Regions from separate parts of the Rattus norvegicus genome. Here region 1 is linked to region 2. Evidence: chromatin contacts called from public Hi-C data. All regions are on one chromosome and are shown on one strand. Each heading gives the region's core, a stretch centred on a gene start, on an enhancer-like site or on the middle of the called end of the contact. The rest is flanking DNA. Distances are from core to core; before and after follow the strand shown.

What was found. A called contact is a pair of places that touch in the nucleus more often than the background predicts.
Region 1: a contact with region 2 is called in a Hi-C map of Schwann cells, with 2.6 times the contacts expected there. The contact joins the promoter of Eif2b2 here to the enhancer-like site in region 2. A contact is called at or near these places in 2 of 12 Hi-C or Micro-C datasets (Schwann cells and psoas muscle).

The regions. Positions count from the first base shown.
Region 1 is chr6:110,596,500-110,601,731 of GRCr8, reverse strand. It overlaps Eif2b2 (eukaryotic translation initiation factor 2B subunit beta), which reads right to left and starts at 3,753. Exons shown (of 8, transcript NM_032058.2): 1 at 3,549-3,753; 2 at 3,321-3,441; 3 at 3,017-3,165; 4 at 2,130-2,293; 5 at 1,045-1,140; 6 at 381-518. The coding sequence starts at 3,711. It also overlaps the pseudogene Mt1-ps4.
Region 2 is chr6:110,548,323-110,553,578 of GRCr8, reverse strand. It overlaps Pgf (placental growth factor), which reads left to right. Exons shown (of 7, transcript NM_053595.2): 3 at 1,402-1,598; 4 at 1,831-1,910; 5 at 3,718-3,747; 6 at 3,837-3,896. Among named protein-coding and RNA genes, the nearest start is that of Pgf, 6.8 kb to the left of the region's middle. Within about 2 kb of position 3,303, at least 24 of the 93 cell types and tissues checked have an H3K27ac peak or open chromatin away from gene starts, as enhancers often do.

The sequences.
Region 1 (5,232 bases), core at 2,504-5,003, 48 kb before region 2:
GCAAGGCCCTGGGTTCGGTCCCCAGCTCCGAAAAAAAGAACCAAAAAAAAAAAAAAAAGAAAAAAAAAAGAGGATTCTATGACCCTAGTTTCAGCCTGCTTGACATTTCCAGAAGTGTTTGGGGCAATGGAGAATAGTGGCAATGGGACGTACAGGGCCTTTCTCTGCCCTGTGTTATCCTGATGTTATTGGTGAAGGATTATAACTACTGATTCTGTTCCTGGCTCAAAACACCTATGGCTCCCTTTAGCCTGTACTGGATCAAATCCATTAAGCAAGGAACAAATCAAAAGGAGACCCTGGAGTACGCTGAAGGTCAGAGTGGAAGCCTACACATCTGTCCTTCTCTGCTGGTTCCAGCTACAGACAGACTGACGCACCTGAGGAGAGAGCTTGAACATGGGTGCGCAGACGATGAGAGGCGTGGAGTGGTGTTTGGCTGCCAGTGCCAGAGTGTGAGTTCCTGCCACAGCCCTCAGGGAACCATTGGCCAGGATAGTCTTCGTACCAATGATCACCTTTGGGAGGAGAAAAGCCATGAGCACCTTGGGGTGGAGACCTAACAGGGCCTTTGGCTGGATGTTCAGGCCTGTATCGTGGCCTCTGCAGGGCTAACAGGCAGCAGAGGGCCAGGTAACCTACTAGTTCTGACAAACATGGCATGGCTCGGGAAGCTGCAACACCTGTTTTTCCCCGGCCTTTCCTGGAAGTCATGCCCAGCACCTCCCGGGACCTAAGCCCGGTCACTTACCATCCACCCTGCCCAGCTCCCTGAGCAGACATGGGAACCCATAGCAAACCCCAACAGCTCACTAGCACGCTTAGCTCAGTTCCACTTCCTTCTTTTCAATGCGTCAGTCACATTTAGAGGCTATTCCTCGTGAGGATCGGTGATGTGGGTGAGGGGGACAAGGCCAGCGAACAGATTCCAGGGGCCCAAGTGCTCATTTTCAAATGGAGCTAGAAACCTGCTCTCACTGTGGACCTCACAAGACAAGAAAAAGAAACTCGTATTCCAGAATTAGTGACTCCAGTGCCACCCACCTTGTTGACTCTTGACATAACAGCAAAAATGGCAGCATCGGTCATGACAGTTGTCTCGATACCTGCTTCGGACAAATTGACGGCCATTTCATGTCCCTGAAACAGGAGGGAAAAAAAGGCTGGTGATAGAACAAAGTGATATAGTGACCAGAGCTGATGTATGGAACTGGATCTCAAACTCTGAAATCTAGTCCCCCGGATAACCCATCTATCAGTGGTAGAGTCTGGCAGGCCACGGGGACGCTATTAAATGTTACTTCAGAGCAGCACAAAACTGGAAATACAACTGCTTACGTAATGCAAGCACAGCCAGCAGGACAGCTCCCATCCCGGTCTTTTACAACGTTGATGTCCTGTGTGTTTCCTGACACCTGTTATTTACGTAAGGACTGAGTGAGATTAAACACCAGTCACACCCAAGGTACCTAGGACCAGTCATTTACACAGCTTTCTTAAACGACCATTTAAATGTATCTACAGCAACTTGAAAATCCTTACTGATATTTTGTTTGGGGAGGGGTTCTGTGTGTGTGTGTGGTATGTGTCTGTGGTGTGTGCGTGTGTGTGTGTGTGCGTGTGTGTGGTGTATGTGGTATGTGCAACCCTTGTTTGTTTACAGGCGAGTTCTCACTATTGAGCGCTTGCTTACCTGGAACTCACTATGTACCAGATCAAGTTGTTCTCACACTCAGAGGTCTACCCGCCTCTGCCTCCCCAATGCTGAGACTAAAGGCCTGCGCTGCCAGCATGACAGGACTGATTTTCCTTCTTTCTTCCCCTTTCTTTCTTTCTTTCTCTCTTTCTTTCCTTCTCCTCTTCCTCCTCCTCCTCCTCTCTGAGACAGGGTCTTTCAGTAGTCCTGGCTGTCAGAGAACTCACTATGTAGACCAGGCTGGTTTCGAACTCAGAGACCTGCCTGCCTCTACATCCCTAGAGCTGTGATTTAAAGTGTGGGCTATCGCATCCAGCATGATTTACTTTCTTAATGACTCAAGGTAGAGCTAATCAATTCACAGTTGGCTCAGACTCACCCCTCCTTTATTCCCTCTTCACCCCTTCTTGGTGACTCTAGCAGCCCCTTTTACCTGGCAGAAAGGAGCACACTCTGCAGCAATGACATGGAACTTCCTCTTCTGGGCTGCCTCTCTAAGGAAAGCCTCGACTGTCCTAGAGAAGCCAATGGTCATGATCACCTCGTTGGAGTGGATGTGCTCCAGAGCTTGGGCTGCAATGTTCTCCGTTGTGCCTTCTGCAAGAATAGGTTCACAAGAGAATGTGCAAGCGTCATGCTTCGCCCAGACATGCGATGGTCCCCAAGGGAAGCCTGCTCTCGTGCTGCCCACCTGCCATGGCCAGGTTTAAAGGCTCAAGGGGCAAAGTTCCAACCTCTTTTCTTTTTTTTTTTTTTTTTTTTTGGTTCTTTTTTTCGGAGCTGCGGATCAAACCCAGGGCCTTGCGCTTCCTAGGCAAGCGCTCTACCACTGAGCCAGATCCCCAACACCGTTAAACATTTTTTTGAAGTCAAGATGAAGTTTAGTGAAAAAGAAACTTTCAAATGTGACTTTTGGGAATTCATTTTCTGTTTTTTGGTTTGTTTTTTGTTTGTTTGTTTTTTGTTTGTTTGTTTGTTTGTTTTTTGCAGCGCTGGGAATTAAACCCAGGGTCTCAAGTATGGTACTCTTCAACTGAGTTACATTCCCAGCAAGTTCATTTGCTACAAAATAAAATAAAATAAAATAAAGACGTGCCCTAAAATAAATCTCCCGAATAATGTGCTTTGAAAGAGCAGGCCTGTCTTGAAAGATGCAGTTACTATAGGCCTGGTGTTTTCCATCCATTCCTACCAGATGCTGTTCAAACCAGAAGACTGGTAATCTCCCCTATCCCTATCAATGATTAATTTCTCGGGGGGGGGGGTGTTGTTTCACTTGCCTTTGACCTATCTTGTCCATTTAGTGATCAGACCTCTTACCCAGTTCCACTAGCAGCTCATTAATCGCCTCAATGATGTTGGACTTAAGTGGGGCATAATGGAAGCTGAAATCCTCGCTCAGGCCTCCGGATGTCAAGAGTTTGTGCAGGGACTCCTGCTGATCGCTCTCATCACTGCGCCCATGCAGTCTAAAGAGGCAACAAGACCCAAAGAGTGAACGTGGGGGCAACCGGAGCAGCTCAGTCACAACAGAGGCTCCAAGCTGATAGGAGACACAGTTTTAATAACAAAAAGCCAGCATCCCTTGGTCCCACCAAGAGCCCACCCAAGCTGTGAGTTTGACCTGCCATACTCCTCCCGTATGATCTTGAGGACTCTCCGCACCATGTTTCCCACGGTGGTCTCGGAGGGCTGCGCGGCTGTCATCCTCCTACCCTCTCTGCGGATCAAATCCATTAGGTCCCCTGAAACCCAAGAGAGACCAGGTGAACGGGGCAGGTGTGCGGTGAGAGTGAATATCAGCTTCAGAAATAGAACGAGGACAAAAAGAGTGGGGCTGGGGCTGCCGCACCGGCGTTGTTCCAGTGGTGGTCCGTGATGAGCCGGCGCAGCAGCCCCAGGGTCTCCCGAGCCATGTCCTCCGAGCTGCGCCGCCCGCCACCTCGCTTCAGAGTTTCCACGAAGCTCTCGATCCTCTCGGACAACTCCGAGCCCTTCGCCGCGGCACCCGGCATCTCCACTACAGTCCCTGGACTTGCAGAAGCCTCAACTGCCAGACCAGTTTCACTTCCGGGGCGAGAGAGGTCAACTTCCGCTCGGTGAAGCATAATTGAGTTTGAGAAGTTGTAAGCCCGCCCTTCACTCTGCTGAGGCCAATCAGAAACGTGTTACAGTGGAGCTGGGCGCGCCGCCGGGAAGTGACGGCTGGAAGTGTCCTCTTGGGAGTCTGCGCCCGAAGCCCGTAGGACACTGGCCAGTCTGGTTGCTATGGGGATAGCAAGCGGCTCTCCCTCCCTGTGACCAATAGAAGTTGCTTTCCTCTTTCCTGACTGGGCTGCCTGTTGCTTGGTAGCCGCCGCAAGTGCGCGTCCAGGACTCAGGACGCCCAGAAAAGTGCTGCTACATCACTTCAGGCACAGCTCGTGCACTGGTCCGAGGCACCTTTGCAGACACAGCCCTGGGCACATTTGGAGCAGCAGCTCTTCTTGCAGGAGGTGCATTTGCAGTTCTTGCAGTCGCAGGAGCTGGAGCAGGTGCAGGAGCCGCCGGTAGATCAGGAGCATTTGGGGTCCATTCTGAGATCTGGTGAATCTGGAGCTACGGTGGAAGCAACAAGAAGGCAGTCAGGCTGCTGAAGTCGGGATCAATATTCCAGACTTTTAAGACTCTCCTTATAGCTGACAAATTGTTTTCCTGGGTACTAGATCAATATCAAAATCATATAAACTGAGTACAGGAAAACTGTACCCGTCATTAGCAAAAACAAAAACAAACAAAAAGCAAAATAAAAAAAACTAATAAATTATTAGGAAATAGAATACAGCAACATGGGCTGGAGAGATGGCTCAACGGTTAAGAGCACTGAATGCGGGCTGGAGAGATGGCTCAGCGGTTAAGAGCACTGACTGCTCTTCCAGAGGTCCTGAGTTCAAATCCCAGCAACCACATGGTGGCTCACAACCATCTGTAATGGGATCTGATGCACTCTTCTGGTGTGTCTGAAGACAGTAACAATGTACTCACATACATTAAATAAATAAATATTGAAAAAAAAAAAGAGCACTGAATTCTCTTCCAGAGGTCCTGAGTTCAATTCCCAGCAACTTCATGGTGGCTCACCACCATCTGTAAAGGGATCTAATGCCTCCTTCTGGTGTGTCAGACACACTAGCTACAGTGTACTCACATAAATAAATCTTTAGAATACAGCAACACATTAAAAAGAGTAAATATAGGGCTGGGGATTTAGCTCAGTGGTAGAGCGCTTACCTAGGAAGCGCAAGGCCCTGGGTTCGGTCCCCAGCTCCGAAAAAAAAAAAAAAAGAACCAAAAAAAAAAAAAAGAGTAAATATTTGCAATCTAAATGGCACATTGTTTCATTTGCTGGGGGCTGGCTCACTTGTACATTAGCCATCAGGGCCAACTCCACTGTGTTGCCCAGGCAAGGCACAGGGCCAGCTCTCCCAAGTGCTGCAGCCAGTGAGTGGGCAAGGCTAGCTCTTCCCTCTCATGACTCCAGGATCAACTTTCCTGGC
Region 2 (5,256 bases), core at 2,054-4,553:
CTGAAGTTTATTTTTCTTCTGAGATTACCCGGAGACACATATCCTCACAGGATCTGTGAGATGGACTTTGGCCCCCTCTGCCTCTTAGGAAGGACCATGGAAGTGAGGATCTGCTAGGGAAGTCCACAGCTCTCTGTTAAGGTGAAAAGACTTGTAGGAAACCCAGGTCCCAAGTCTTCCATGAGCTGAGGATGGTCGTTAGATGTGGTACAGGCTGACCCAGGCATGGTCTCAAGGCTGACCAGGGCTGGGGCTACAGGGCACTGAATCACAGACAGTCTGTCAGGGCATAGGTGACCTTAGCAACCATCTATTCCCGGCCTGCCTCTCTCTCCGAAGGGCAGGAAACCGATATACCTGGAGTGGCTAAGTGACCTCGCCAAGGTCATTCAGCCAGTATAGGAACTGAAGCCAGATGGTCTGGTGTCAGCTGCTCCCTGAGAGCCTGTGTTGGAGTCCCTGGTACCAGGCTACCCCCTGAAGGAACAGTGCCTTTGGGGGGATTTCAGAGCAGTCCCCCAGAGATTCCACTACCACTACCAGGCTGTCACAGGGATCGGGAATGTTCCTGGTAATCCTGGGCCAATTGTCACCTCATCTGTCAGGAGTCACTTGGCCTGTGTTTACTGGGGTCAGCTCCTGTGCTCCCAGAGCCTCACTTTGGCTCCAGCAGAGATAAGAAGCACTAGAGATGGAGGATTGAGCCGGGGACCCAAGCTATGCTCCAGAAAGGAGCACCACTCCTGGGGGATAGCTGGAGAAGCCTTCAGGGAGGAGTGGGGGCTGAGTGTGTAGGCATGCAGTCTCCCTGGACCATGCAGATCCAGACTGCAAAAGTGCAGTCAATACTGATATGTCTTGGCTCCCTCAAGCGTGATGGGACCCCATAGACACGAGGCTGGACCATATGGATGGGGCATGCTCTTGGCTGAAGGGGAGTTACACTGAGTGGGGCAGGACACAAGGAAGCCATAATGGGGTTGCGGCAGAGGCCAAGGGAAGGCTAGTATACTGTATACTATATGCTTCCTGGTATACTGTTTCCAGCAAGTTCTCCAAGGCTCAGGAAGCACTAGGTCAGGTGGAGAAAGACCCACAAGCTTGAGGAGTGACCACAGCATAGTCGTCAAAGCTCTAAGGAAGACTTGGAACCAGCGAGAAAGACAGATTGAGAAGCTGGGACCTTGAGAGTTTCTGCTCCATTGGAATCTGAGCCCCGAAGAGCTGAGAGGCCAGCAGCAGCTAAGGCATCTCAGAGTGAAGGCAGCAATACTTCAGAGCAGAGGGACCCAGATAGGGCCAGGGGTTTTATGGAAGAAGTGAACTTTGTGTGAACTGAACCCGAGAGCCAAGCCTGGGACATCCCTGCTGACTTGACCTGGCCCTTCTGTCTTCCCGTAGTGGTGCCTTTCAATGAAGTGTGGGGCCGCAGCTACTGCCGGCCAATGGAGAAGCTGGTGTACATTGCAGATGAACACCCTAATGAAGTGTCTCATATATTCAGTCCGTCATGTGTCCTTCTGAGTCGCTGTAGTGGCTGCTGTGGTGACGAGGGTCTGCACTGTGTGGCGCTAAAGACAGCCAACATCACTATGCAGGTAAGGAAGGTCTCCCCACACGTCACCGCCTGCCCATAGCCCACCATATCCAGATGCCCACAGAACCTCTAGAAATTACCCAGATAGGGACAGAGGCAGGCCAGGGACCTACAATGGGAACCAAACTCCAAGCCAGGGTCCCTTACTCCAGAACAGCCTTCTTGAGCCCCCATCCCAACTCTGAGCTCCTCACTGGCTCCTTACTGGGTATGAACTTTCTATTCCCCCGCAGATCTTAAAGATTCCCCCCAATCGGGATCCACATTCCTACGTGGAGATGACATTCTCTCAGGATGTGCTCTGCGAATGCAGGTAAGTCCTAGGTGGGCAGCAGGGACAGACCCTGTGCACTTAGATCCTGGGCCTTAGCAGATCTTCGCCAGGCCCCTGGGAAAAGGAAGGCTGCCAGCCTGCGGCAGGCTGCATTTGTTTCCCTAAGCAAGTGGTCCCGGGGAGATGCTTTTCATTTAATACTCCCTGCGAGCCAACTCACCCTGAGGAGCTGGCCCCAGCAGCTGGAACACAGCTGCCAAGATATCACAGTAGAAAAGGAAGTCTCTCCTAGATTTGCAGAGCCCCGGCACTTGTCACACAACTGCCACAGGTCCTTGGAACTGGTTTCTATAGACGAAGGTATTACTGTGCTTGATTCTGGACCACACTGCCTGCCCATTGGGGGTGGGTGTGGGCAAACTGGATCAAGAAGAATACAGCACAAAACCCTTGTAGAAGGAAAGGGACAGATAAAGGAGGTATGGCGGTGTCTTTAGAGTTGCAGCACACTGCTAACGGTCCCTGGGAGCTCTGGCTAACACTTAGCCTTGCTGTCTGTTCCTCGGGCTCTTGGCCCACTTGTTGCTAGGAACAGCAGCCCAGAGTGCCATCCAGGTCCAGGAAACATGAGAGGTTTGGTGCTTCTCTGTGTCATGGACAAGGCACCAGATTAGAGGTCGGGAGCCTAGACTGGAGCGGGAAGAAGGGGGAGAGGACCACCTTCCACTTGTGTTTACTCAATGCTCACTCATGCCACACCCTGGCCTAAGTGCCTGGGATACAGTGGTAAGCAAGAGAGCAAGGTCGGCCGCGCGTTTGTGGCCACAGATTGCACAGATGAGGCAGGCGAGCCAGGCTCTGTGCAGCTCTGTGTTTCGCTGCACTAGCCAGCGTGGAAGAGGGTTCTAGATTTGGATCTGGCCTGTCTCACTCCTGCTGCCTTTCTTGGCAGTCACCAAGTCTCCATAGCCACAGTTAGCTACACTGCCCGGCTCTGCCTAGGACTCTAGCTGCCCTCTTTGAACCTGAGCCCTGGCTCCAGGCCCTCTCTACTATGCCAGTATTAGAGGCCTTGACTCAACCTGTTCACTTCCAGCCAGACACCAACAGTTCAGCCAGGACTCCCTCCTTGCCCCCTCCCCCAGTGACCTTCACCTCTATATCACCTTTACTTCAACTTGCCCATCTGCTTAGAAGTAGGGAAAGTGGGCCAGCTTAGGACAACATACATTCAGGGCCCGTGCGGCCCCTCCTGCCTGGAACCCTGTTCTTGGGAACTCTTGAAGAGATCTCTTTCCAGCAGGCCAGGCAACAGGGACACCTTTCTTTTTACTTCTGGGCCAAGAGCCACGGCCCCAGAAGGCAGAGCTGGGACATGCCTGGAGACTGTGAAGCAGGCTCCCTGCTGTTGCCACGGTGGGGCGGGGCTAAGCCCAGGCGGTAGCTGGTAGTCACTATTGCCCTGTCTACAGTCTTGTTCATCATTTACTCTCTTGTGGGACTCCCAGAAGGCACCCCAGAAGGAACGGGAAACTGAACAGGGAAAAGGTAAAATAGCAGAGAGCAGAGTCAAAAGATCCCAGGTTTGATGCCAAGAGGCTAGGGCGAGCAGAAACATGTGATGAAAAGCCCCAGGGGCAAACTTGGACCTCTCGGGATTGCCCGGACCTAGGGTAATGTTAGCGCAAGCCCCGGCGCCCCTGCCACAGCTTCTTCACCAGCTCCGTGCTGCCCCCTAGTGGCGCTGGAGCAACCGCGTTACCAGGACCTAGGAACTCTGGGGGAAGTGGGTGTTAGCAGGAAACATCCATTTACCCTTCTCCCCTGCATCTTTCTGTTTCCCTAGGCCTATTCTGGAGACGACAAAGGCAGAAAGGTAAGTGTACTGCTCGGGGAGATTGTCGGACCTGCCAGTCGCTGTCTTAGCACCAGGAGCCCCATGTACTGATGCTTGACTTATTGCAGGAGGAAAACCAAGGGGAAGAGGAAGCAAAGCAAAACCCCACAGACTGAGGAACCCCACCTGTGAGTATGCTGAGCCTAAGGGGTGGGTGGGGGAGCTGCCCTGGCAGCACGAAGCAATGGCCAGAGAGGGGTGTGAGGCAAAGCTGGGATGAGGTCTTGGGGCAAGAACAGGGAATCCATGTCTTGTAAGGTCTAAGGTGCATTGAGGGAATTTAGTTTTTGTCCCTTATCTCTTTGTGGCCTTAAGCAAATCACGTTCCTTGTAAATCGATGGGGCTGGGAATACAGCAAGCAATGGGCTATTGCAGGTCGTCACCAAGCACTGCTGAGTGCCAGGCACCTGAGTGACAACCCCCTGCCCTGTTCTTCCAGGGTATGCCTTTTGCTACATAGTTGGCCACTTCTAGGCATCCCGGGGGCAGGTGCAGTGTGCTGCTCTCAAATTCCCAGGCCAGTGTCTTCCTCTGTCTTTGGATCCTTCCCTCCCCCTCCTCTCTCCCTTCCATGCCCATCCTTGCTTCACCTTGGGGGGCAGCAGGCTGGAGTCCCAGGTTACAGAGTAACTAACTGGTGGAGCTGGAAGACAGGGATCAGGGAAGGAACCCTCCTACTTGGGAACCAAGGGAGCCAGAGCTGAAGGTTCCACACACGTAGATCAAGTGCCACTATGCCGTCCCTCAGATACGGGTCTTCAGGGGTCTTGTTCAGGTATCGCCTGAAAGAATTTCAACAGCTCCTGGGGCTCCTGCTTAATTTTAGGTTGGCCTTGCCTTGAACATTTGGGGTTTTTCTTTGTTTTGTTTTGTTTTTTTTTTTCTTTTAGATAGGATGCTATGTAGTCCAAGCTGGTTTTAAACTCACAGCAATCCTGCCTCACATGCCACTGTGAACCTTTTCTCTTTCTTCCCTTCTTTCTAATTTCTAAAATTATTTATTTATTTTGGTTTGTCGAGACAGGATTAGTCTGTGTGAGGCCCTGGCTGTTTTGGAGCTCACTCTGTAGACCAGGCTGGCCTCACAGAGATTCACCTGCCTCAGCCTCCTGAGCGCGGGACTAACGGCGTGCGCCACCACTGCTGGGCTCTTCTTTACCTTTGAAAATCATATTAGCAAAAGCTGGGTTTGGAACACCTAATCCTTCTCAAGGGGGAAGAGCAGGTGTAGCGAGGACAGCTGCCTCTGGCGCTCCCTCACCCAAAGTTTAATCAAATGTCCGAGGAGGCTGAGGACTGATTCCTTTAAAAACACCCCCCCCCCTTTTTTTTGCCTTGGAGTGGGGATGTAGCGCAGCGGTAGGGAGCTGGCTTACCATGTGTAAGACCCGAGCTCAACCCTCAGCGCCACAAAACACCTAGTAAAAAAAAAAAAGTACGAACAACAAAACCACTCCCGCCAAGTCTGTCTGAAGATTGCTGTCTTG